2 separate regions of the Capra hircus genome follow, and region 2 is linked to region 1. A link is a contact called in public Hi-C data. All regions are on one chromosome and are shown on one strand. The core of a region is the stretch at or near the end of the contact, and the rest is flanking DNA. Distances in the headings are between cores, read along the strand shown. Region 1 overlaps AKAP13 (A-kinase anchor protein 13). Region 2 overlaps AKAP13 (A-kinase anchor protein 13).

The links. A called contact is a pair of places that touch in the nucleus more often than the background predicts.
Region 2: a Hi-C map of liver shows a contact between it and region 1, with 1.6 times the contacts expected there. The contact joins two enhancer-like sites. A contact is called at or near these places in 2 of 5 Hi-C or Micro-C datasets (blood and liver).

The regions. Positions count from the first base shown.
Region 1 is chr21:15,645,272-15,648,648 of ARS1.2, reverse strand. AKAP13 (A-kinase anchor protein 13) reads right to left here. Exons shown (of 36, transcript XM_018066007.1): 4 at 1,602-1,898. Among named protein-coding and RNA genes, the nearest start is that of AKAP13, 140 kb to the right of the region's middle. Within about 2 kb of position 1,793, at least 3 of the 5 cell types and tissues checked have an H3K27ac peak or open chromatin away from gene starts, as enhancers often do.
Region 2 is chr21:15,699,586-15,702,962 of ARS1.2, reverse strand. The region is part of intron 8 of AKAP13 (A-kinase anchor protein 13); the gene reads right to left. Among named protein-coding and RNA genes, the nearest start is that of AKAP13, 190 kb to the right of the region's middle. Within about 2 kb of position 1,607, at least 2 of the 5 cell types and tissues checked have an H3K27ac peak or open chromatin away from gene starts, as enhancers often do.

The DNA of each region.
Region 1 (3,377 bases), core at 544-3,043:
CGATGAGAGGAGCCACCGCAGAGAAGCCCACACACCACAACGAAGAGTGGCCCCCCATCGTAAGCAGGGAAAGCCCACGCAAAACGATGAAGACCCAGGGCAATCAACCAACCAACAAGTGATCAATATGGGGGGTGGGGGGGGAGCCCACACACAACAATGAAGACCCAGGGCGGTCAATCAATCACCAAACAATCAATACGGCGGGGGGGAGGGGTGGACAGGAGGAACTAGAAATGTCTGAACACTAGGTTTCTGGAAAAGTGCCCACTGTCCTGTATAATGGCAAATCTTCTGCTCTCTAGATCTCAGTAATGCAGAGGTTTCTTAGGCACTATGTTAAAAAGAAAAAGGATGAATGCTTTTTCCCTTCATTTGAGCATCCAAGGTTCCTTTTGTATTTCACCTGGCAGGAGTGCCTGGTTTTATCTTGACAGGAAACCCCTGACAGTGGGGGCCCCTTCCTGCAGCTGGTCACTGCCCCAGTGGTTAAAGTCAGTGGGTCTAAGGGAACCAAAACTAGCAAAACCTCGCTGTCCTTCCACGAGAACACAGCTATCTGGTCGGTCTAGAGAGCGGGGAACTGAGCGTCCTCCCGGTTCAGCCCTGCTGGGCGCTCCTGCTCAGTCAGAGTCTGCCTGCCTGCAGGGGGCCGGGACCTTCTGGGCGACCCCTTCATAACACAATAACCAAAGTCAGGAACACTGCAGGGCGGTCCTGTGACTGTCCTGTTCTTCCAGATAAGAGTCGAGAGGATAAGCAACCCCTTCTGACGAGCGAACTGAGATCAGCCTTTCCATTCAGGTTCTGTCAGGGACGAAGCAAACACTCTGATCTCTGCGTAACTCCTAAATCTTTCCATTAGATCTGCACTCAGCAGGGAAAGATGACGCTGTTCACTGGACTCCAGGTATATGCTGCTTCATCAGATGTGTGTGTGTGTGTGTGTACGCACACGGACACTCACAACATCCAACAGGTGTCATTTACCACAGTAATGACATAGGAAATCCCTCGTCACAAAAAGAGGAACATTTATAGATACCTACTACATCACTGCTTTTTAAAACGTGGAGCCCCGAGCAGATGAAATAGACCAGAGTGAGGGCACTCTGGTTACAAACGCGTGGGGTGGGCGCTCCAGGCCTCGGCTTGCTCCCCTGTGCACCCCTCCTGATTTCTCCCTTGTCTTTTCCTTATTCCAATCTCATGGAATCCCTAGACACCTTGAGAATACAATAATGAAAATCCTGTCTTTGATCTTTAGAAAGAAGTGTCAAACACTCCTCTGCTGCCCTCCTCATGAAGGACGGGCCTCTCTCCACACACGGGAGACCAAGCGTGAAGTCCAGGCCACGGAAGGGTCTCGAGCCACCGGCTACTCGAGAGCTGCTGCTGCGAGTGAGCCCTCCGTGGGGTCGTTTCCCAACAAGAACAGGCCCGACAGCTTGGCAAGAGGACCCAGGAGAGGCGCCACTGAGGCCACTCTGCTCCTACGCAGCCACCATGGGAGACGGGAGGATCACCCCCCTAAGAAAGCAGCCCCATCCAAATACAAAGAATCCTAAGCTCAAAGGCTGCGGGTCATCCGAGCTCCTTACCGTGTGAGGCTGCGTCTGTCCCCAACACATTCCACTCCGCTGGCAGCTTCAGGTGCCTGAAGGCCAGGGCGACTTTCTCATCGAGGGAGTTCACGTCCGTGGACGGGGGTCCTGAGCGATCCAGGAAGCGGGTGAAGTTCAGGGCCTGCTGGTTGCCGGCGCTGGTGGCCAGGAACTGGGCTGCGTCGTAGGCCTCGTCCTGGATGAACCGGAAGTCCTCCTCCGCCACCACGAGCACGGGCAGGCCCTCTTTGGAAGCGCAGAGCAGCACCTTCACTGTCTCGCAGCAGTCATGACCTAAGGAGGCACAGGCAGCAGGGAGACAGATCAGAGCCCTCCTCCTGAGAGACGGGGCGGCGGCGGGAACCTCAGCTCTCCCTGCGTGACAAGCACACTCCCCCTCCTGAAAGGAACCCCCTCCTTCCCCCAAGCTCTGACGGCAATCTTCCACACCTCACAAAACTCCATCTCTAATTCATTTTTCACAAGTGCTATTTGCGAAGATCAATTGGTTCCCCTGTTGTTGTTCAGTCAATCAGTCATGTCTGATTGTCTGAGACCGCATGGACTGTAGCTCACCAGGCTTCTCTGTCCATGAGATGTCCCCAGGCAAGAAGACTGGAGTGAGTGGCCAGTACCTTCTCCAGGGGGCCTTCCGGACCCAGAGACTGAGTCCACGTCTCCTGTCTCCTACACTGGCAGGCAGGCGCTTTATCGCTGAGCCACCTCGGAAGCCCCAGTGCGCCTACCAAGTAACAGATTAATTTTGCATTCCAGTTGCCACCATGCTGGCAGCATAATGCTTGGCATTAACAGTCTCTGAAAATCTCAATATGCACTAATCTGTTCAACTTGAACAAATTGAAGAATGAAAGCTCAAGGACCTTGCGATGAGGCCTAGCGTACAGTGGGAAGGCTCCTGAGCCACCCTGGATCTGGAAACCCAGCAGGGGAAAAGTCACTTCCACGGGTTACCCGGCAGGAACTGGACTGAGGCCCCAGCACCCCACGGACAGAGCCTGGCAGGGCACGGTCCATAAGATGGCAAAGAGTCAGACACGACTGAAGCGACTGAACAAGCACCAAGCACACGACCTGATTTCACCTCACTGTTATGAACCGACTCAAGGCGGAGAAAATGACTTTTGCTCTGAAATGCCTATTGTTTCCTGTAATGCAAAGAGAACTTCAAAGAAATTGCCCGGTTTGCACAGGGATGATGCAATGCTGGGGCCAGAGACCACGGTGCCCACTGCCCAGAGGGGCAGAGAATGCATAAGCTCTGACCTCAGGTAGCAAGCCACCCACCACCCTACGGAGCTCCACTGGTGTCTAGACCAGGAAGGTGTGAGCACTGTTCCCGCAGGGAGGCATTCCTGGAAAATCAGATCTCCCTGGGGTTTTCAGCAATGTTATTCATTTCCAAGATGCGGAATGTATTCATCAAAACACACTTTTCCTCCACCTTTAGGCACTGATCTCAGCTCATTGGAACTATGCTCCTAACATCATCATTTCTTCCATAAATATCTTTCTGATGAGAAAAGAAACGTTGGTGTTTCTGAGTGAGCTGCGCCCCCTGGTGTGCTGCCTGAGGAACTACAGGCACCTGAGGGCCAGGCTCCCAGAAACCACCCACATGCAGAGCCCATCCTGGCTTCTGGATGAGCTGGAGGGTCCCTGAGTGCCACCCCCCAGACCACAGGCGCAGCCAACAGAGGCTTCCCACCCAGCAGAGCAAACGAAGCTTTCTGCTGTCTTTGAAAGAGAAAACAA
Region 2 (3,377 bases), core at 358-2,857, 54 kb before region 1:
ATGTCTCCCACTCATCTGACCATCACAGCACTGCCAGCTTCTGTTACAGAGCTCAATACACAGAACAGGAGAGGTTCGCCAATGGAAGGCTTGATTTAGTTACGGAAATGCACAACAGTTAAGTCAGACCTGTAGAAAGGGAACACATCCCAATAGTCTCATTTACCACTAGAATCTTCTGTTATAAATGTTGAAAAGTAAGGAACTCAGGCATGGATACACACATGGTCTCCCCACACAGCCCCCACTGACACGTCAAGCTGTGGCCTTCCACCAGCCCTGGCCTCACGGCTGGAACGAGAGAAGAATCTCCCGCGTCTCCTGGAATGAATGTCCTGCTGCCCACAGAGGGGGGTGGTTAACATGCGACAAGGTTCTGGTGCGACCTGAAGAAGCCAGCGGCGGAGGTGGTGACATGGCTCTTCTCTCGACACCTGTGCCACTAGCCTGCAATGGGGGGGTGGGTGGGGGAGGCCTGATGCCAAACCCTTGTCCCAAGACCCCTAGACCCCACCGCCTACAAGGCGCTCGGCTTGTAGATAAAGGGGAAATGAATGTGAGAATTTGACACAAATGAATTTACTTACTAAACAGAGGGAGACTCATAGACTTCGGAAACACATTTATGGTTGCTGAGGGCAGAGAGGGGAAGAAACGATAGTTAGGGGCTCTGGAAGGTCATGGACACACAGCTGTATTTAAAATGGGTAACCAACAAGGGATCTACCACAGGGAACTCTGCTCAGTGTTACCTGGCAGGCTGGATGGGAGGGAGTTTCGGGGGAGAATGGATACATGTGTATGTTTGGCTGAGTCCCTTTCCCTGTTCACCTGAAACTACCATAACATTGTAAAACCGGCTATACCCCAATACAAAATAAAAGACTGAGTTAAAAAAAAAAGAAGAAGAAGAATTTGAGGTGACAAAGTAAGGAGGAAGGTTGGCAAAGAAATAAACTGATGTCAGAAATGAGAAAGCCCACAAGCCCATTTCCAGAAATTATTATTTTCATAGAACAGAAAGATGAAGGGTGCTGCAAAGGAGATCCTAGCTTTGTGCTCTCCCCAGGGCGGCAGGGGCGACTCCTGAGTGGAGGACACGGCACGCACAGGGGAGCCCAAGGCCCTTCCCCGTCTCACACCATTCGTCCACCAGGGCACAGCCAGGAAACACACACTGTGAGACCCACGTGGGGTCCTGAGCAGCTCACACGTGCTTGTTTAGATCCAAAGACCCCCCTGCCTTGGTAGATGATGATCTGCATTGAATCACAGGGAAGGCAGAGTGTGTCAAGCATGCATCAAAATCAAGATGCCATGCTCTGGAGAGGGGAAGGCCACAGGGGTGCGAATCGTACACCTGTCCAGACAGCCTGGTACTGTGATTACGACACCAGGCCCCAGCCCGGACGTCCAAGAACCCACATGAGCTGGCAGCCTGCTGAAGGTGGAGCTGCAGAGCCCCCCAGGCAGTGGGTGACCCCAGCACAGGAAGCAGCGGGCAGATTCAGCTATGCCCGTCCTGCGACTTCTCTCTGTGTATGGGGATGGCACAAGGGCTCCATGAAACAGAAGAGGGCCACTGACCAGGAGAGCCGGTCCTATTTAAGGACTGCCCCAGCAGAGGGAGCCCAAGCCTGGAGAGGCTGGCAGGGTGCCTTAGCTTAGCGTGGGACACTGGAGAGCTGACTTAAAGGAGACGAGGTGGCCTCGCAGGTAGAGGCGGGCAGGAAGGGAGAGGCCAGGCTCCAGGGTTTGGGGGCCTGGGCTGGGCTCTGTGCCAACCATCTGGGCACACAAAGGCAAGCCCTTAGAGCACTGGAGCGCTCTGGGCTCCAGTCGCTTCCTTGCAAACGATAGGGTAGAGACTGCGTGACAGAGGCCACAGTGCCACCCACACTAAGATTCTATCAGGAGAGCAACGTGCGCTGGAAGATCTGGGATCCTGTAAGGGCAGAATCCCAGTGCAAACAGCGAGGACCGCTACGTACCCCCATTGCACATCTATGATCCCATGCTTGCTATGTCTGCAAACCAGCCAAACAGGTGGCGAGGTGGCTCTAACTTCAGCCCCTTTTTCTACTGGACTAGCTTTCTTCACGGAGAAGGCAATGGCACCCCACTCCAGCACTCTTGCCTGGAAAATCCCATGGACGGAGGAGCCTGGTAGGTTGCAGTCCATGGGGTCGTACAGAGTCAGACAAGACTGAGCGACTTCACTCTCACTTTTCACTTTCATGCATTGGAGAAGGAAATGGCAACCCACTCCAGTGTTCTTGCCTTGAGAATCCCGGGGAGGGGGGAGCCTGGTGGGCTGCCGTCTATGGGGTTGCACAGAGTCAGACACGACTGAAGCGACTTAGCAGCAGCTTTCTTCGAGGAGACTGCAAGCAAGAACAGTAAATCCTGTCCGTCAGCTACTTTGTTGCTTTTCTGGTTATCAGAATGACTATCTCAGTATCACTTTGTGGTGTTCAATTAACCCTTATTTTATTTCACAAGTCCCAAAGCACAAGAGTAGTGATGCTGGCAATTCGGATCTACGAGATATAAAGTGCTGTAAGGGAAAAGGTGAAAAAAAAGGGAAAGTTGCTCAGATGTGTCCGACTCTTTTCGACCCCATGGACTATACCATCCACGGAATTCTCCCAGCCAGAATACTGGAGTGAGTAGCTGTCTCCTTCTCCAGGGGATTTTCCTAACCCAGGGATCAAACAGGTTTCCCGCACTGCAGCTGGATTCTTTTACCAGCTGAACCACCAGGGAAGCGAAAGTTTCAGATTTAATAACGGGTGACGAAAAAACAACAACAAATCATATGCTGAAGTTGCTAAGATCTATGGTAAGAATGAATCTTCTGAGAAACTGTGAAGCAGGAACTAAGCAAAAAGGGCTGGTTTTGCTGTCTCATCTCCAATTACAAGAATTACAGGCATAGTGCAATGGTAAGTGCTTAGTTAAGATGGAGAAGACATTAAATCTGTACAATAAGGTATTTTGAGAGAAAGATCACATTCATGTAACTTTTATTACTGTATATTGTTAAAACCACAACATTTATTGTTGCTATTGTTAATCTCTTACTGTACGGATAAAGTAAACCTTATTACAGGTGTGTACGTATACAAGAAACACAGGGTATATAGGATTTGACACTATCCCAAGGTCCAGTAGTTTGGCCACCTGATGCAAAGAGACAACTCACTGGAAAAGACCCTGATGCTGGGAAAGACTGAGGGCAGGAAGTGAATGGGGGTGGCAGTGGATGACATGGCTGGATGGCATCACTGACTCAATGGACATGAGTCTGAGCAAACTCCGGGAGATAGTGAAGGACAGGGAAGCCTGGCATGCTAATTCATAGGGTCACAAAGAGT